Linked DNA regions of Mus musculus: all the other regions are linked to region 1. A link is a contact called in public HiCAR-type and promoter capture Hi-C data. All regions are on one chromosome and are shown on one strand. The core of a region is the stretch at or near the end of the contact, and the rest is flanking DNA. Distances in the headings are between cores, read along the strand shown. Region 1 holds the start of Rbl2 (RB transcriptional corepressor like 2). Region 2 holds the start of Tent4b (terminal nucleotidyltransferase 4B). Region 3 holds the start of Brd7 (bromodomain containing 7). Region 4 holds the start of Nkd1 (naked cuticle 1). Region 5 holds the start of Snx20 (sorting nexin 20). Region 6 holds the start of Sall1 (spalt like transcription factor 1).

The links. Promoter capture Hi-C pulls out the DNA fragments that hold promoters and counts their contacts. HiCAR-type assays count read pairs that join an accessible place to other places.
Region 2: a promoter capture Hi-C map of liver shows a contact between it and region 1, with 7 times the contacts expected there. The contact joins the promoter of Tent4b here to the promoter of Rbl2 in region 1. A contact is called at or near these places in 3 of 39 promoter capture datasets (hippocampal neurons, liver and pre-B cells) and 3 of 115 datasets of contacts at active chromatin or transcription factors (astrocytes, regulatory T cell precursor and thymic regulatory T cells).
Region 3: a contact with region 1 is called in a promoter capture Hi-C map of hippocampal neurons, with 8 times the contacts expected there. The contact joins the promoter of Brd7 here to the promoter of Rbl2 in region 1. A contact is called at or near these places in 4 of 39 promoter capture datasets (cranial neural crest, hippocampal neurons, liver and 1 more) and 2 of 115 datasets of contacts at active chromatin or transcription factors (double positive thymocytes and large pre-B cells).
Region 4: a promoter capture Hi-C map of pre-B cells shows a contact between it and region 1, with 5 times the contacts expected there. The contact joins the promoter of Nkd1 here to the promoter of Rbl2 in region 1. A contact is called at or near these places in 3 of 39 promoter capture datasets (cranial neural crest, hippocampal neurons and pre-B cells).
Region 5: a promoter capture Hi-C map of pre-B cells shows a contact between it and region 1, with 4 times the contacts expected there. The contact joins the promoter of Snx20 here to the promoter of Rbl2 in region 1. A contact is called at or near these places in 5 of 39 promoter capture datasets (the C10 cell line, hippocampal neurons, liver and 2 more), 3 of 484 Hi-C or Micro-C datasets (CD4 T cells, pre-B cells and regulatory T cells) and 1 of 115 datasets of contacts at active chromatin or transcription factors (bone marrow-derived dendritic cells).
Region 6: a HiCAR-type map of astrocytes shows a contact between it and region 1, with 6 times the contacts expected there. The contact joins the promoter of Sall1 here to the promoter of Rbl2 in region 1. A contact is called at or near these places in 1 of 39 promoter capture datasets (cranial neural crest) and 1 of 115 datasets of contacts at active chromatin or transcription factors (astrocytes).

What each region holds. Positions count from the first base shown.
Region 1 is chr8:91,068,496-91,071,584 of GRCm38.p6, reverse strand. It overlaps Rbl2 (RB transcriptional corepressor like 2), which reads right to left and starts at 1,528. Exons shown (of 22, transcript NM_011250.4): 1 at 1,179-1,528. The coding sequence starts at 1,409.
Region 2 is chr8:88,198,380-88,201,468 of GRCm38.p6, reverse strand. It overlaps Tent4b (terminal nucleotidyltransferase 4B), which reads right to left and starts at 1,587. Exons shown (of 12, transcript NM_001372333.1): 1 at 967-1,587. The coding sequence starts at 1,565.
Region 3 is chr8:88,360,736-88,363,824 of GRCm38.p6, reverse strand. Brd7 (bromodomain containing 7) reads left to right here and starts at 1,653. Exons shown (of 17, transcript NM_012047.3): 1 at 1,653-1,919; 2 at 2,115-2,323. The coding sequence starts at 1,871.
Region 4 is chr8:88,519,743-88,522,831 of GRCm38.p6, reverse strand. It overlaps Nkd1 (naked cuticle 1), which reads right to left and starts at 1,488. Exons shown (of 10, transcript NM_027280.3): 1 at 1,301-1,488; 2 at 1,153-1,185; 3 at 412-545. The coding sequence starts at 1,325. It overlaps Gm35162 (predicted gene, 35162), which reads left to right and starts at 1,711. Exons shown (of 2, transcript NR_168470.1): 1 at 1,711-1,862; 2 at 3,034-3,089.
Region 5 is chr8:88,634,599-88,637,687 of GRCm38.p6, reverse strand. It overlaps Snx20 (sorting nexin 20), which reads left to right and starts at 1,560. Exons shown (of 4, transcript NM_027840.3): 1 at 1,560-1,702.
Region 6 is chr8:89,041,231-89,044,319 of GRCm38.p6, reverse strand. Sall1 (spalt like transcription factor 1) reads left to right here and starts at 1,458. Exons shown (of 3, transcript NM_001371070.1): 1 at 1,458-1,968. The coding sequence starts at 1,893. It overlaps Gm3134 (predicted gene 3134), which reads right to left and starts at 3,077. Exons shown (of 3, transcript NR_166639.1): 1 at 2,524-3,077.

The DNA.
Region 1 (3,089 bases), core at 279-2,778:
GGCTGAGCAGGTAAAGGCACTAGCTGACCAACAGATTTAACAGACTTGCAGTGATCCACGGGTGAAAAGATAGACTGACTCCCCAAAGCCGTCCTCTGACCAACACACACACACACACACACACACACACACACACACACACACACACACACTAATTTACTAAGCATCTGTTAAATGCCACTTGCATATGTGACACCAGGCTTCATATGACTTAGTCTGTGATTTGAAGTCTCTGCTATGTTATAATACTCATTCTTGCTAATTTACAGCGTCATCTCTAAGGTGAAGTAAGAATTCGTTTGGGAGTATTTGTGTCCTTCAAACCAGAAGTTCTCCTCTTTGCCTGGCTATCGGAAACACTGGGTAAGGAAGGCGGCTACGGTCTCTTCAGCCAGACTGCTTCAGTCTAGGAAATTTTCTGCACACATACACACATTGCTTTAGTTAAGCTTTAGGTAAGCACTTTGAAGTGGGCACAAGTAACAAAACTGCTCACACAACATAACTGAGTTTCACTGTGGTTAAAAACTTGTCCAGAGTCACTCAGACACAGGTCTAAAGCTGCCATGTTTCTTTTTTTTGTGAGTGTAACAAATGGAGAGAGGGGAATTCGATGTGTGTCGATTTTTAAAAAAATAGAAATAAACCGACTCAGAAGAATGGCACAAGTACATCCATATCATAGTTAAATAACACCTTGCTTAGCCTTCGGGTCGGGGGCCTCTTTGCTCTGCTACTTCGATAAGCTTCCATATATAAAATCAAAGGGTCATACGCACAGGCAGCTGAAAAACAATCCGGACTTCCGTGTCACTTCCCATTGGCCCATACAGGGGAGGTGCCTGCAGAGTTGACAGGCACTAGCCCGAATAGCCATTTTCGTCAACTGCAAAGCCCCGTCCCAAGAACGGAACATAACAAGCCTACACCTGGATGACAGCCAAAAAGAGTGCCCAAGTTCAGCAACAAATGTTGTGTGTCTACACCCGCTTTTCATCTGCCCGGGGGGTGGGGGACAATAAATCCTAAGCCATTCTCACACGTAAGCAAGCCTGAAACTTAATGAGTTTCCTCTGACGGCCGCAAAGCCAGGGGGAGGCAATGGTGCGGGGCAAACGACCAAGTGATCCTAGGGCCACCCCGAGTCCCCGATCTCCACGGAGGATCTGAGCACGCACCTCCAGCGTGTAGCTCTCGCTCATGCTGCGGTAGCTGCTCCAGGCCTCGGCGCGCGCCGCCTCGTCCATGTTGAGGCGGCTGCACAGCTCCTCGAACCGCTGCTGGATCTGATGGCTCGGGGACCCCGCGGGCTGCGCGCGATCCGCGGCGTCGCCATCCTCCTCCTCTTCCTCCGAGCTGGCTGCAGCAGCTGGAGGAGGCGGTGGCGACTGGTTGCCTCCAGATGCCATGGCGCACCCCGAGGCCGCGGCTCTTCAGATGCGCTCAGGGCCCGGGCCCGCAGCCATTCAAACCGCGAAGCGCCGGCCCGTCAGCAGCCTGTCCTGCTACTGTGCCGCCCCCAAAGTTCCTCAGTCCCATGCGGGCACCCGTAGGTCTGAGCACGGCCTGCTGGGAAATGTAGTCTCGGCCGGGATCTCAGGGAGACCAAAAGTCATGGAAGAAGAAAGCAAAAAACGAGCTGTGCATCATTTAGGGGTGAATGGACACGTCCTCTACCGTTTTAAAAAGCATCTCTCAATAGTGAGACCATTCAGAAGGCTCGTTTGAAGAGAAAAAGACCAAGAAATATCGACAGGATTTAGTATATAAGCCCTTTACACACATCCTCACCTAGAGGTCCTCAGATAGTAAAGCTAAAAGGTCCAAAGTAAAGATAATAGTTTGCCTGCCCTTTCTAGTCTCTGTTGCTGAGATAAACACGGACTGTAACCAACTCGGAGAGGAAAGGGCTTATTTCATTTTAGTCTTTACAGTTCATCATTGACGGAGGTTAAAGCAGGACGCTGCTTACTGACTTAGCTCCCCGTTGCTTTATCAGCTACTTTCTTAATACAACGCCACCCCCGCGGCCGCCACCTCCCTAGGCAAGACCCACAGGTCAATCCAACAGAGAGGATTCCTCAAGTGACACTCCTATGTCAACGCTATCAATGGCAAAGGTATATTGAGCTAAGAATTGATCTCACTTCACCAAACAAAAACAAAATAAAAAACCCTCAACCCTCAACCCTCAATCACACAAATAATCATGAATGTGTTTTCAAGAATAACTTAAAATGTATATTAGCTATCACATAACTGCTCCTAGATACGGCTAAAGTTTCTTACAGATAAAAGGAAGAGCGTAGAGCAGGGACATCTGAGTGAGTCCAGAGTGGACATGACCCTGAGCCACCTGAGGGAGGAGAGTGCGGGGAGGGGGCGCGGGAGGTGAAGGGAGAGAGGGGAGAGAGGGGAACCAGGTGCAGCAGCTAGAAGGCCCAAAGGTACACCGAGCTAGAAACTAAAATGTCTGGATTATATAGGAAAGCACAGCCCACCCCTTGAGCTGGAGAGTTTTGGGTAGGGGGCTGGCTATGGTAACAGGTAGAGGTTGAGGGCTACCAGGAGAACAGAGCAGCCAGGTCCTCTTTGATATGTTAAATAGGCACCTCAGCCTTTTGTCCCCGGGCTTGAAACTTTCCTATATTTATGATTTGAGGTGTTAAAGCTACCGAATCTCTAACTAAGCTTAGATATGAAGGGAATTTCAAAGAATTTGCTCACGGAAAAGAAACTTTTAAGGCACATTGCATGGGCTTAAGTGGTGAAGAGAATCTAGTGGAGATAAACACATTGATTGAAAAGGGCTGGGGAGATTCTCAGTGGCAAAAAAAAAATCCCTCACCTGAGATCAACCTGTATAACTCACATGTGTTGCGGGAGCAGGTGTTAAAAGCCAGGAATGGAGGGTTGGCTTGTAATCTCAGCAGCGGGGGGTGGGGTGGGGGGGGCGTGGAGGTGTGTGGGGAGGTGGAGGGGTGGGGGGGGGTGGAGGGGGGCGGGGGGGGGGGAGAACATAAGCTGGTGGAGTCCTGAGGAGAGTCTCACTTGCTGGCCAGTGAGAGGCAGGATCTGAAAAAGAGAGG
Region 2 (3,089 bases), core at 338-2,837, 2.9 Mb after region 1:
AGAAGAAAAGACTCAGTAACCTAATCCAGCCAACACAGGGGCTCTTCCCAAAGGAAAAGCAGGCTGGAAACATTCCCAGCTTATGTACATAATTCACTAGGGCTCAGGTAAGATTCCATTTTGTAAGAGCTGAACTTTAAACACAAAGTCACCGGTGGTGCAACATTCACACACTAACACCAGCACCCCTAAATGAAAACCACTGCTACCTCTGCCACAGTGACAACCTCACAGTGAGAAGCTGCCGACCATGAACTCCTGCAAAGTTCTGTCAGGGCTCAGAAAAGCTCACCATCTATGACAACTTCAAGCTAGCTGTCACTCAGTGCTTTCTGCTCACGACAGACATGGCAAACACTGGCTTTTTTTTTTTTTTTCCTTAAGTAAATATAAAAGATGGGCCAAAGGATCAAGAGCAGGCAGTGTCTTTCAGGGCTGAGGAGATTTTCGTCGTGGACTGGGGGAGGGGAAGGAGCATTCTGGATGTTTCTATTCTTGGCAAGAAGAGCACCTCCTGGTCCTAACATCTAAAGACGCTAAGGCAGAAACGTTCTCAGGAAGTTAACTAGCCCGATGCTAAGGGGCTTCATCTTGGGGTGTGGTGGTGGGGAGCAAGGTGTGGAGGACAGAAAGGGATCAGAGGGCAGGCTGAATTCTAGAGCATAGAAAGATCCAGGAGAAGGACAAGCAAGAATGCATCGGGAAGGTGTGGACAGTTAGGAGAGGAGGAAGGTAGAGATGACTACGAAAAGGAGAGGATAGCTCCACTTTTTCCAAAGGAATTCCAAAGAAAGGTCCACCGAGACTGGTCAAGCTATGAAGGAATGAATGGCCACCGATGCTCTGGAGGCCCCACTGGGGCTCCCCATCCCCCACCCATCATCCCCCCCTCCCGCCTGTGGGCGTGTTCCCCGCTGTGCGGGTGTGCCGACCCTCCAAGACGCAGGCCACGACGCCAGCACTCACCCCACGACTCCCTGGTTGTAGTTCCGTCGCTTCCACGGGGTCCCGCTGTACACGCCCCCGCCGCCGTCCGCCCGTCCGCCTCCGGCCGCGCGCCCTCCGCTGGGCTGCAGCAGGCTGTAGTTGAGTCCGTAGGTGCTGGCCTTGTTGTCACGTTTCCTCTTGTTGCTGCTGCCCGAGGCCGGGTCGGTAGACTCGGAGGCGGGGAGTGCGGCCGCCGGTCGCGGGGACGAGGGAGCCGATGGGACCGGCGACGCCGAGGGGCCCGCCGATGCCCGCCGTGCCCAGGCCGCCGGCTGGTGGTGATTGTTGTTGTTGTTGGTCGTCTCCAGGGGCAGGAAGTCCCGCTGCTCCGCGGGCACGGCGAGGCCGCCCAGTGGGCGCTCCCCCGAGCGGAACATGCCGGCCGGGGCCGGGGCCGTGCCGCCGGGGCTGCCGGGGCCGCTGCCGCTCCCGCCGCTCGCGCTGCTCGCGCCGCTGCTGTGACAGTGGTGGTTGAAGTAGAGGTTCCTCAGCCCCTGGGTCGTCTCCCAGATCTGCATCCACAGACTATTGGACGGTCCGAGCTGCTCTGGCTGGAACCAGGCGATCCTCGGATCCATCAAACGGCGGCGGCCGCTGCCCCCGCCCCTCCCGGCCGCCCGCAGGGCCGCCGCCGCCGCCGCTGCCTCAGGCGCACGCCCGCCCTCGGCCGCCGCCGCCGCTGCCACCCGGGTTCCGCCACGGGCGGCGCGGTAGCGCAGGGAGCCTGGCCGGCGCCGGCGGCGTCGCTCCCGCCCTCGGGGCTCGCAGGCCCTCCCCCCTCCCTCCGCCCCTCCGCCGAGCCCCTGTCACCGGGGTTCCCGTGCAAATGGCGGCGGCGGATCCCGAGAAGGGCGAGCGGCGGCGGCGGTGGTGGCGGCGGCGGCAGCAGCAGCGGCGGCGGCGGCGGCAGCGGCGGCGGCAGCGGGACGCGCCTGCTCCGTAGCGTCCGTGCTGCTCGGCCCCGGGGCGGGGCCTCCGCCGGCTCCGCCCCTCGCTCCGCTCCGCCTGCCCCGCCGCCGCGCTCGCCCCGCCCCGTCCCTGCTGCCAGCCGTCCGCGGGTTCCCCGAGGCCGCACCGCGCGTCACAGAGGCCGCGGCAGGCTGCAGGCAGCGGGGCCGCAACCGCCTGGTCAACCGTCCCGCGCTAGCTTAGCTGGGGTCGCACGTACCTGGGCCTCCGGGCACCTCGGACGCGCGCGCCGCCGCAGGACTCTGTTGCCGCTCAAGCGCCGCCGAGGCACACGAGGCGGCTGCCGACTCCGCGGAAAGTGACTGGTTTGCGCCGCCCACCCCGCTCCGGACCGCCGGCTCCGCCCCTCGGTCCCGGCGCGGCCCCGGGGCTCCTGGCCGCGCGCCGCGCGAGCACGAGAAGGGCGGGCTTCCGCTCAAGGGCCGGGTTAGCACGCGGCTGCACGCGCATCTCGGTTCCGGAGCGGTCTCAGCGGCCTCTGGGTCGCGAGTGCTGGCACCGCTGCCCGGCTGGAGGGCCACACAGCGCGGCTGTTCCAAGGTGCACTTACGAGCTCAAAGCCCCTCAACTTTCATAACTAAGAATACTCGAAGCCTTTTAAACCTAAAATCACACTACCGTTGCGGTTAATGATCGTTTTTCATAGAATGCCCATTTGTGTAGCTTTCTTCTGGCGCGAAAAATAACCAAAAAGGGGGCAGGGGGTGGTTGTCAGTAATTAACATTATCCAGAAGACTAGAACACTTACTGTGCGCATGCTTCAAGCTCGCTGCAAATTCCAGAACCGAGTCCCTGACTGACACTTGAGTTTTGGCTCTGTGCCCAGTTCAATATCCTGGAAAGTTTGGGGTGGTGGTGATTGGTTTTGTTTATTTACTTATTTTGCAAAGGATTAAAAATCTGTTTGTCACAGAATGAATCATTGCTCTACGTTTTTTCTTAGGGGGAAAAAAAAAAAAAGAATACAATGACCACTGGCTGAGCTAATTGTAACTCTATTAGAGTGCTTGCTTAGCACACGAAATGCCCTGAGGTTGGTGCCAGACCCTCAGCAGGAAAGGAGAATCTCCGATTCATGGCCATCCATAGCTACATAACAACTTGAGACTCAAGCCCTCCTTTTCCGGACGGG
Region 3 (3,089 bases), core at 404-2,903, 2.7 Mb after region 1:
ATCCAAGAGTCCAACTTGTTGTTGGTTTTTGTTGTTGTTGTTGTTTTAATTTATGTGTGTGCGTGTGGCTGCATGGATCTATGTGCACTAAATGAACACAGGTGCCTAAAGAGCCAGGAGACACCCTGAAATTGGAATTACAGGTGCTGTGAGCTGGTGGATGGGGGTAAGTACTGGGAACCGAACCCAGGTCTTCTGGAAGAGCAGCAAGTGTTCTTAACTCCTGCATCTTCTCTCCACTCTCAAGTCCACTTCTGAGTACAGTAGAAAGGATCGGTTAGATTCTTTCTTGAGGAAAAAATGAGATTTTTATAAAATGTATAGGCCACTAGAAGGCTAAAAGTGCAGTAAAGACACTTTGCACTGTGTGTACTAACTAATGAAAAGGATTGTGACTCCAGTTCAAGCCTGGATTTGAATACTGATTCTACATCTGACCCCTATCTTATTTCTTTGGGCATCCATTTCCTCCTCTATAAAATGGGAATATGAATATTACCTGCTCTTGCTATTTTGTAAAGTTGTCTCACACACACACACACAGAGAGAGAGAGAGAGAGCGTGCACTTTATTTCCCTAGACATCTCTGCACATGCAACAGTGAGCTCTATTTTTAGATAGCATGTTACTATGTAGCCCTGGCTAGTCTGGGATTCAGTCCTCCTGCCTCAACCTGAGGGCCGGGATAGGCCAGCACAGCCATGCATGCATGCACCATCACACCCAGCACAAGCAGATCTTAACGTGGCCCATCTGGGTAAGTGCCAGTAGACAAAATTGTCAGTGAGCCACTGCCCAGAAGGGCTGGGCATCCAGAGATAAGAGAACAGGAACGGCACTGATGGGGGTGAGAAGCAGACAAAACAGCAGGCAGCCTGTGCCTCCCTGGGGAGCCAATAGCTGCAACCCCACCACCTTTTCGGAGGCAAGTTCTAGCTAATTTCTAGACCCTTAGCTTCCTTTTCTTTCCAGTTACTTTAGCATATAAATTGTTTTTTAAACCACAAAGAAAAGCATAAAAGTAAAAGAATCCACCCCTATACCGTCCTGGTCACCTGAAATAAAGTAAGCAGTACTGTTTCCAGCCTTTGAATCCAGACCACACCTTCACTTCCGGTCTCACTTTTGAACAACACTGCTGCACACTTGGTGCGTTTCATTTAGTTAACATCTTGGAGGCTTTATTCTATCATGAACAAGCCTTTGTTTTTGTTTTGTTTTGGTTTTTTTCTGTATGCATTTATTTATTTGTGCAAGAATATATATAAATGTAAACATTAGAGGACAACTTTCAGGAGTCGATTCTCTCCTTCATGTGGAACCTGGAGAGCGAACGGAGATCGTTAGGCTTGGCAGGACCCATATTCTTGGGTCTGCCCGATCCTGTACAGATGGAGTTCAATAATATTGCTAAAGACAAGAAACAAAAGCCAAGGAAAGTTAAAAGGATTCAGGAAAGCAGGGAAGAGCGTCGGGGATGGAAAAAGAAAGTCAAGACAGGCCCCGCCTCTGAGCCCGCCCCCCAGCCGCAGCCCCGCCCTCCACCACAGGCTGCAGCGCCGCCTCCGGCCGCCAGGGGCCGCCACGCGCCGCAGACCGCATCCCGTCCGCTCGGCGGCCTCTCTTTCCCGCTGGTTTGCCGGCCTCTCGCCCTCTCGCCACTGGTGTCGCGCTTCGGTCGCGTCCCGCGCGTGGTTTTTTTTTTTTCTCGTGAGGGACCTCGCGCCGCCGGGCGCGTGCCGTCCCCCTGCCTCGCGGCGCGGGCTCTCGCGGGCCCCGCTCCCGCCCTCCGCTCGCCTGGCCCGGACCGGAAGCGGCGCCGCACGGCCTGGGCCTGGCGCGGGGGGCGGGCTCTGGGGCCCGGTCGGACATGGGCAAGAAGCACAAGAAGCACAAGTCGGACCGCCACTTCTACGAGGGTGAGGAGCGGCTGGCCTGCCTGCGGAGCCGCGCCGTCCCCTGCCCGCAAGGCCCCGACCCGCGGAGATCGCCCCCGGCGGGGCGGCGTTCGACTCGGGCCTGCCGGTCCCGGCGGGGGTTCGTGGGGCGCTGGGAGGTGGGGCGCCCGCCCTCGGCCGGCCCCGGCTCAGCCCCGCGTCCTGCTCTTGTTTCAGAGTACGTGGAGAAGCCCCTGAAGCTGGTCCTCAAAGTCGGGGGGAGCGAGGTCACCGAGCTCTCCACGGGCAGCTCCGGGCACGACTCCAGCCTCTTCGAAGACAGAAGCGACCATGACAAACACAAGGACAGAAAACGGAAAAAGAGGAAGAAAGGCGAGAAGCAGGCTCCGGGGGAAGAGAAGGGGAGAAAACGGAGAAGAGTCAAGGTAAAGGGGGCTTTGTTGCTTATGGCCCCGGGCTCCAGTTCCCAGCCTCCTTAGCCTGTTCCAGTGCGACACCCAGACGTCTGGGAAGTCTGGCTTTGTGGAGGAGTGAGACAGACCAGAAGCCTGGGTCACCTGGGCGCTCAGCAAGTCTTGTCCCAAGTGTCCTCTCGAGCACCCGTGCTGTCCCCACACATCCTGTAAGCAGCCGAGTCCTGGTCTTCCGTGACTCCTTCAAAGGCTGTTTTTTTTATAATTGTCTTGGAAGGGTGAGAAGTCACTCACCGGAAAGCCTGGGAGGTTTGTCAAACGTAGCTGTTCTTCAGAAGTGAAGGCGATCTACAGGTGTCCCAAGTGTTCTCCTGAAATAAGTTATTTTAATGACAAATGGAGCTGGCGCGGCGTGATGGCACGTGCCTGTGATCTCAGCGCGCAGGAGACTGCGGCCAACCTGTGCTGCTTAATACAAAATAAGCAACCGTTTTCATTAACTAGAAAAGAGTAAGTAGCTAATGTCTTGATTTGCCAGGTAGGTTGAATAGTGCGGGTTAACTTTCTTCTCAAAGGTGAGTCCACCCATATCTGGAATTGCCCTAGAATTCTGCCCTTCCAAAATGTTAGCTGCCTGCCCTCAAGTGCTTACTAAAATGCGTTAGTACTTTTTGAAAGTCATCCTTTCTGAGGCTTAGTTTTAGAGTTTTTCTTTGCTTTATACAGTCATTGATGAGTGGCCAAGCCTTAGAGATTGTCTCTTTAAAATGTCTTAAAT
Region 4 (3,089 bases), core at 239-2,738, 2.5 Mb after region 1:
GCCCTGCCCTCTACCCAGACACTCCTGTCTGCCTTTAGTCTTAACCCCTCCCTGTGGAAAAGCTGGCCACAAAAGCAAAGTAGAGGAGCCCCCCCAGCCCCCGACACACACACAGAAACACAGCATAGTTTCCCCACCCCACTGGACCTGTATCATCGCCTCCCTGGCACTTCCTCCCCAAGCAACCCTCTGTGCCCAGCTGGGCAGGAGACTGGTGCCCACTTGATCGACAAGGGTCCTCCAAAGCATAGGGCACAAGTAGGGCTAGTGGGGCACACAGTGGCTGAGAAGGGATTTTTGGACTTAGAACAATGTGCAAGCGGGATGCTAAAAGTTGGAGTAGGGGGAGATCCTCAGACTCTCCCCAAGGCTAAAAGGGGTGAAAGGATGGAACGGAGTGGGGGGCCATACCCGAGTGCCTCGACCAACAGTGCCTGCCAATCTCAGCTGACGGGGTCCTGAGACGCTGCCTGGACAGCGCTGCCTCCCGATCCACTCCTCGATGCCTTTCCTTGCCCAAGCAGCGCTTACAGCAAAGCTGTCACCTGAGGCGGGAAGAACACGAAGACATTGAGTCTGGGCCCCCCCGGCTGGCAAAAAGTTACCAGAGAGTGAAGGGAAGGAGACAAGGCGGCACAGCCCGGAGAGTAAAGACTTGGCAAGAGGGTCAAGCACCAGACGGAGCAGAATCCAAAAGAGCGAAATAGCCAAGGAAGGGGGCTCGGCGAGATCCTAAGTGCTAGGAGGATTCAGAGGGTGAAAGGGAGGAGGCAATATACCCTGACTGAAGGAGTTCGGGGATCAGAGAGGAAGGAGCGCGGGAGGCAGGGATTGCGAAGGAGAGAGATGAGGGTCAGCAGAGAGGGTGCAGTGAGACCAGAGACCAAGTTCTCCGGAGTAGGGGCTGGCGACTAGAGGAAGGCGCAAGATCTTGGGGAGCTGAAGGGAAGACGCCGCCGCCAAAGTGGAGGGGGTTAGGGTCAGCAGTGGGAGCACCGGGCTGTGGGGAACGGGTAGGAGGGACAGAGGGGCCCCAAAGAGCGCTCCCGGGGCGGGGCTGGGGGCTGAGGCAACCCTGGTAATGAGATCCAGCGGCAGGGCGGTCCGCGCCGCCTCCCTCGCGCCCCCCGGGCTGGTGGCCCGCACGCCTACCTTCCGGGCTCTCCCTGCGCTTGCACACGGCGGCTGCGGGCACATCGCGCGCGGCGGCGGCGGCGGGAGCCGGAAAGAAAGGAGAGGGAGAGTTAGCACCGGCGAGAGGACGCGGGGCCGCGGCCGGCGCGCAGGCGAGGACACTGACCCGGCTTCGAGTGAAGTTTCCCCATGCTGGGGCGCGGCGGCGGAGCGTCCTAAGCCATGCGTCCGGCCGCCGACCCCGCGCCAGCCTCGCTCGCCTCCTCCTCACAGTCCGCGCGCCGAGCGCAGCCTTAGGCGGCGCCGGGACGCGCTCCTGCCGCCGTCGCCGCGGCCGGACTGACGCCCGGGCGCGCCGAGCCCCCTGCCCGCCGCCGCGGCCCCGCGCCTCCCTGAGCGCCCATTGGCCGGCAGCGGCCCATCAAAGGCGAGGCGGACGCGGCGGGGCGGGTAGAGGCGGGGCCTGCGGGTAGGGGCTGGCCGATGGGCGGGACCACAGAGGGCGTGGCCTGTGGGCGGGGAGGGGTGGAGCCTCGATGGGGAGGGGCTTTGGGTGTGCTGGGCCCCAAGCCCCCCGTGCGAACCTCGGGGCCTGAGTCGGGACCGGGCGGAGGCTTTGGCCGCTGGGTGGTGGAACAGCGCTGCCCTCGCTGGTGACACTGAGACTTCCCTCTTCTCTGCATTTCCTCGAAGCTGCCAGAGTGGGACTGGATGGCTCGAGTTCACAGGTGGGGAAACTGAGGTTATAACTGGCGACCTCAGATGCCCTAGCATACGTGTCTACTGCTCTCCCATGGTGCTGTCCCTTCCCAGACTTACAGTGCTCAATCCCTGTTTTCAGCTGCCTGCCCTTTTCTTTGACTACTCTGGGTTTTGGGTTTGTTTGATTTTGTTTTTTGGGTTTTTCTTTTTTTTTTTTTTTTCCCATTTGGGAGTCCAGTAGAAATCAACTGGACACCTTGCTGGCTAGAGGGAGTTCAGGCCCACTCCTGTTAACAACAAGTGTACAGGAACCCCGAGCTGTCCCCTTGTCACTCGCAACTCTTCTTCGCCCATGGGCTCCTGAGTGCCCAACTGGGATCGGGGCGAGCTGCCAAGCTATGAGGCCAGGAGCGGTGAACCGCCGGATCTTTGATCTTTCTTAGTTTCCGTTTCCCCCTTCCCCCCTGCAGTTCTGCAGACCCCAAGGGCCTGTTTGTTTTGTCTGGGGAGGTCTCTGCAAAGGGGAAGGCGACTTAAAGGCTTCCACTATATACCTTTGTGGTCCTTAGAAGGACGTTCTCTGCTGTCCCCGCGCTAAGCTTATCCTGGTATCTGAGCCTGGGCATGGGAAAGAACCAGTTCTGCTCTTAGAGCTAGACTCACTGCTTCAGCCTCAGTTTTATGATCTGTACAATGGAGACTTAGTTCTCCTCATTTTTTTAAAACCTGCTCCCCTGTGCTGCGATACTCAATATAAACAGGTGACCTACAGTGGTTGGTCGTTTTTAGACTTACAAGTAAGCACTTTGTGGGAAGGGATCTGGGAGTCAATCCCAGAGCACTGCTTTGACAAGCCGGTGCTAGGCAAGCAAACACTGTGATTGAGCTATGTCCTGAGCCCTAGGCGCTACAATTTTTAAAAAGTTAAACAGGTGTGTCATCCAGATGGCTCAGCTGCTAAAGTTGCTTGCCACCAAGCCTGAGGATCTGAGTTCCATCCCCAGAGACCACATGGTGAAAGGAATGGCCAACCTGCTACAAAATTATCCCCTACACACACACCTCCACCAAAAAAAAAAAAAAAAAAAGTAAGTTTCACATTAAAAGTAAAGGGCAAAGTTGGTTTGACTCAAGATAGCAAAAATCACATCAATACTTAGTAAGATGTCACGTTCTTTGTTTTCCACTGTCTTTAAGGTCTGGTGTGCATATTACACTTGAAACACATCTCAAACAGAAGAGCCACACTGCAA
Region 5 (3,089 bases), core at 311-2,810, 2.4 Mb after region 1:
CTGTGGCATCTCACAGATTTCAAGCCTGGGCAGAGACAGGGCAAGGAGCTGGAAAGATGCACGGTAGGAAGAGGAGGGGCAGAGGCACACACCTCTCTGCAACCTCTTGTCTCTTTACCACACTAGGCCCTCTGCCAGGCAACACGAGGCAGAGGCAAATGAGATCCGGCCCTTGCAGCTGGGACTGGCTAGCCAGAGGCACGCCATGCACAGTAGTTCTCTCAAGCTCTTGCCAAAACCAAATTCTTATGGATATGTGTGTTCTTGGTATGATAGTGATGGTGGTGCAGAGAGGCAGGATGTTGTACAGAGTCCTGAGCAGAAAGGCAAACGATGAGGATTTTAGTATGCCCTCAGTTGCCAGCCTCACACGCTCAGCATGACACCATTAAGTGTTCTGTACACCTTGACTCATCATAAGCTTCCTGAGGGCCTGTGGGGTTGAAGCAGATGCAAATGAGGGCGAAACCTCTGTGACAGTGAAAAGCAAGATTGATTTAGTTGAGCATGGTAGACAGCATCTATTCATCACAAGATCCTTTCAGTGCAAATGTGAGCCTCGGGAGGAAAAAGAGATTAAGAAGCACATGTACCCAAAGGAACCCTCTCGGCCTATCTTCAGCCATTAACGCAATTCGATAAAAGACAAAGAAGGCAATGGACTCCAACGGAGAAGAGATGGGTGGGAAATAAGCCTGTAAAATGTCTACCATAATTATCCTTTGTGGGACCCAGTGTTGTAAGCTATGAGGTGACACCCCTGCCCACACTGTAGAATGGCTTCAAGAAGTATTAGCCATGCCAAGGGTAGAGAAGGTACAGCCTGGCTCATTCACAGCCAGGGGAGTGCAAGATGTCCACCTGGGCCGTACCCTAGCCTATCCCATGACCTTTCTGTGTCAGGCACTGGCTCCGCATCCCACCAGCTCCATGCACCAAACCTCAGTTCTCCAGCTTGTCAACAGAACACGAAGGGCCCCATTATGCCTAGCTCATAGCTAGGATAATAACTATTAAAAGAATGTATCCCCAAATCCTCATGTTAGACTGAGATCCCTAACATAATGGGTTTGGGAGGTAGGGTCTTCTGAGAGTTGACTGTCATAAGGACAGTCTTCATAAAGGGATTTATGCTGTAACTGTGAAACTGGGGTGCATAAGGTAAGCTTTCTCTTGTCTGTCCACCTCCTACCATGGCATGTCACATGCGGCAGGACAGCCCTCACAGACACTACCAGTGTGCTCTTGCATGTTCCGGATCCAGAGCTATAAACTAAATAAACTTTCGTGTGTGTGATTTTTTTTCCTTCAGTTTATCGTCTTCTGTCATTGCCACAGAAAAGGACTAAAACAAAGGACTTTGAAATGAATTCTCCAAATGCCAGCTATCGTTCGGGTGTCTAATACGTATCAAGCTGCTTAAAGCTGCTGTGAAGTTAAACTGTCCTCCTGTTGGTGGCCTTGACCCACGTGGCCTGTATGATGTACTGCAGATATTTGTCTAGGAGGTTCAATGTACATCTTTCAGCAACCAATAAGCTGGGGCCCCTGAAGGAGATCACTCAGCCCATTTCCTGTTTTCAAAAGGAGAACTCAGGATTGCGGCAGACATTCAGCCATCTAGTTGGACCTTGCAAAAAGAGATCGGACTGGGGCATGTGACTCTCCTGGACCCCGAACCCACAAAGCCTGAAGATCCCAGGTCAGTCAGTGTTTGACCCCAAGCGTAGCTGGCTTCTGCGCCCTGAGACCCAGTGATGTCCTTGAGAGGCCCTCTAGGAACTCCCTGGGTACTGGTTAGGAGGGACCAAGGGTGGTGAGAGTATGGGCTGTCCTTAGAAACTGGGGCCAAACCCACCTCCAACCTCTAAGCCTGACTCCTTTTGCAATGCCAGGCACTGGTCCTGTTCCTGGGAACAAGTCCAGGCTTGTATTTCTCAAAGGGTGGACCCTGTAGCCGAGTAAGAATCCGGAGCCCACCCCAGCTCTGTCTGGGTGTTGTGGGGTAGGCAGCCTGCTTGCCTTAGAGCTCCTAACACTTCCTCTCCCCAGTCCCAGTGGGGATTCTGATGTGCACACCCAACTGAGAGCGCTTCCAGCGGCAAGCTCCACAGAGAAGCACCCAGGGGTCCCATGGTGCTCAGGGCAGGTGGAGCCTTGGCTGGCCCTTCAATGGAGACCTGAGGAGGCTGCCCTACAAAGAAAGGAGACTTAAACTCAAACTCCCGCAGCCAGGGCTGCCGCTCCCTGTCCTTCCTTTCCTTCCTTCCTCCTCCTCTTTGAATGGGTGCCTCTCAGTTCTTCTGTCTTATGGGCAAGGGCTTTTACTATATTCTACCAGATTTTCATTAGCCACCCCCCACAACCTTCCCCCTGCCCCCGAGAAAGGTGGCCTCGGCTCTACAAGTGGCCCTGTGTATGAAGGAGGAGGACTGAAGAGGGCAGGGCCCCTTGAAGTGGGGAACAAGAGCCAAGGCTCCCGGAAAATGAAGATTGTCATGCACAGAAGATAGTAAGGGGTGGAGGGGTGGGAGCCTGCGACTCTGCTCTGTCCTCTGGGCCAAGTCCAGTCCCAACATCTGCAGTGCTTTGTTCTGATGGCTAGAAATCTTTCCCACTGAGGGTGTGGAGTGATAAGGCAGCCCTCAGAACCCTCTGTCCCCAAGGAGCTTAGCAGCTGGGCGTAGTGGCGCAGGCCTTTGATCCCAGCACTTGGGAGGCAGAGGCAGGCAGATTTCTGAGTTCGAGGCCAGCCTGGTCTACAGAGTGAGTTCCAGGACAGCCAGGGCTATACAGAGAAACTCTGTCTCAAAAAACTAAAAAAACAAAAAACCAAGGAGCTTAGCAAAAGGATCAATTGCCCACAGGGGGAAACTGAGGCTTGGATGTGTTTGGGAAACTGTCAACATATCATCTTTATCTACTTGTCTTTAAATGGGTCACTCCCAGCCTGTCCTGTAAGAGGACAGGAACAGCTTTGGTTGTGGCTTTGAGTTTTATTCTAAGCCTCGGTTTCATGCCAGTTTTTGAATGGTTTACCAGAGCACGCAGCACGGGCACATTTCTGCGGTCTTCCGAAGCCCCATGGA
Region 6 (3,089 bases), core at 209-2,708, 2.0 Mb after region 1:
AGACTCAAAGGCGCTCCAGAATTGGGGCGTCCTTATGAGCCCTCTCCTCTCCTGATCGCGAGATAGGGCAAGGATTGTGTATCTGCACCCCTCCCCCGCCTCCACCCCCATTACTCAGCCGAAGTTTAGTTAGTTTAGTCCTTCGGGTGCAGGACTTCGGGAACCTCGGCGAGCGGAAACCCCGAGGCAGGAGGAGGTCTAAACTAAGCCGAGGACCAAGCCTCAGGTTCGCAGGCGCCCAAACCCGGAAGAGGGAGTACAGGGCCCGGATCCCTGGGTCCCGTGAGCGGGTAAGAGAGGCTGGCTCCCAGCTCTGGGAGAGAAACAGAGAGAGATGGAGAGAAAAGTTTGGGCGCCGCACGTAGCAAGTGTCGGAAAAGTGAAGGCGAGTCACGGCGTAGCTAGCAGGGCAACGAACAGGACCCCCCCTCCATGCTCACTCACTCCGGGTAGCCACCTCGTCTGCGACGAGGTGGCGGCCTCCACCCCTAGGACACGGAGCACTAGGGTCCAGGGTAGAGGCGGTGCCTAGGGTCTGGCTCCAGCAGCACCACCCAGGCCAGGGGAGCGCTGCTTAGCACAGAATTAGCTGCGCCCCTCCCCTCCCTCCCGCAGAAGCTGAACTCGGAGCTCAGGCAGGTCCTTGCTCTCCACCCGCCCGGAGCTTGGCGGCGCCACGGTGGCCGCCGCCTCCCCGCGGAGTGACGCGCCCTGCAGCCAACCGGGGCGGCCGGGGGGAGGTTCGGGAGGGGGTCCTGGGCGGAGCCGAGCCGCCCCCTTATCCCACGGGCTCGGGGCGCTTCTCCCGAAAACTTCAGCCCTAATTGTCCCGGGAATGTCCAAGGTAGAGAAAGGGAGCTAAGGAGCCAGCAAGAGGCTGGAGGGTCGCCGCTCCCAGGCAGGGAGAGGATGGGGTGGCGAGAAAACTGCCCCTCCCCCCAAGCCCCAAACCCATCACGTCCCCAAACCTTTCCTGGGTCCTCTTCTCCGCACCCCCGCGAGCCCGGGATCCTGAGAGTGGAGAACTCTGGGCGAAGGATCTCCGAGCCAGGCGGCGGGCAGGCGGGAGGGAGGCCCGGCAGCGAGCGGGAGGCGGACTGGCGTGGGGCTGGCTCTTCCCCACTCGCTTTTTTTTTTTTATGAGAGTGGGGGTGGGCTGCTTTCTGGTAGCTCTTAAAGAAAATGAAGGAACACTCACGAAATGGGGCGCCCTCTCCTACCCCGTCCCGCCACGGGACTCCCTCCCCCTCGCGGGCCAGTACGCAGCGCGGGAGTTAGGAAGTTCGCCGCTCGCCCGCAGCCTGGGTCCCCAGCCCCCGCCGCCAGCCCCACCCCCACGCGGCCCTGCTCCGCTAGGCTCCCGGGCGAGCATGCTAATTCGGGTCGGCCCAGCCCGGGATGGAGGGCGGGGGAGGGGGGAGGGGAACGAGCGGGGGGCGCCGGCCGGGGCGCTGGGCGCGCAGTGGCGAGGAGGCAGGCCCCCGGCGGCCGGGCCGCGGAGTCCCCGGCGGTCGCCAAGAGGGTTAACCAAGAGTCGGGCGGCGCGGCGCGCAGAGCCAGCCCCGCGGCCGGCTTATTGGGCCAGCGCGCGGAGAGACAGGGGTCTGCAGCAAATCACGAACTAATTGATTAAGGCGAGCGGGTTTGAATAGCGCTGGCCCGGTGCCAATCGCCTTTCAAAGAGCCCCTCTATGATTAATCGCAATGCATTATTGATAATCATAATTATAGCAGGACACATGCGCGCTGTGCCCGGGGCCGGGGAGCCGGGGAGGGGGCGGGCGGGCCGGCGGGCGGGGGGAGCCGCCGCCGCCGCCGCTCGATTTCCGTAATTTTGAGAAGATTTTTTTTTAGTAATTTTTTATTCTGCCCCAGCTGATGTTTGAGCCAGCATGTCGCGGAGGAAGCAAGCGAAGCCTCAACATTTCCAATCCGACCCCGAAGTGGCCTCGCTCCCCCGGCGAGATGGTGAGTGCTCCGGCCGGCGCCGCGGACACACAGACACGCACTCACACGCACACTCGGACCCACGCACACGCGGCGGGCCCCGCGCCCACCGCCGCTTTCGCCTTCTGCACTCGGCGCGTCTGATTTTATTTCATGCTTCCTCGATTTCAATTTGCCGGGCCAGGCTTCCCCTGTCCCGGGAGAGCCAGCCTATCCCGGCTGGAGCTTTCCGGAGTTCCGTGTCCTCGACTGGGCGGAGTAGGGTCGACTGGCCGGCTCGCTCCTCCGCCCAGAGGGTCGGAGAAGCCGCGGCCACGACCCTGCCGCCCCGAGGGGCGATCTCTCGGGCAGAGGCCATCTGGAGCTGCCCACGCGAGCTCTCTCCCGCTCCCCGCGCGCCACCCGGGTCCCCGGGCTGGGCCTCTGTCGCCTGGGCCTCACCGCCCAGCCCTGCGGCCAACGTTAAAGAAGTTTACTTCGTCCGGGTGGCTGAACGCCGAGCGCGTGGGGAGCTCTCCGTACCCACCCCCCCCCCAAACTCTCGTTCCCACTTGGCTAGCGGGCGAAACATGGTACCTTTGGGGGTTCCGAGCCGTGAGAACTGGGGGTTGGGGTGGAGGAGCGACATCCTGGGGTCGCGGCCGAGTGCTGCCGGTCGCTCTGGAGACTGACTTAGGGACAGGGAAGTGTCGCTTGGTCCGGCTTCCCAAGTTTGTTCTCCTGTCGTTTCTTTCCACACTTGCACCCATAACCCGTCAAAGTCGGGCTTGGATGTGTGCACCCCACGTATTATGGAGTCCCATCCTTCGGGACCCGTTCTGGTAAGGGTCATTAGACACTTTCTTGGGTCCCGGGTATTAGCCCGCCAGACCCCTGGAGCCAGCCGAGCAATGAAGGCAGGGTTCCGAAAGGACTGAATGAGTAGGGAAAAGTTTGTGTGCGGGAACTGTGGCCTAGAATGGGAGAGACCCGCGCAGGGAACTGGGGTCACTGAGGGAAGACCCCCTCCGACCCCAGCTTGACCTGAACTGTTCTAGGGCAGAGTTTCCGAGCTCCCAGGCCAGAGGCTACGCTCGGTTCCGGGGTCACCGGACTTTGTGCCTGACTCTCCGCTGCGTCGGTTGGAGAGTGACCAGACCCGA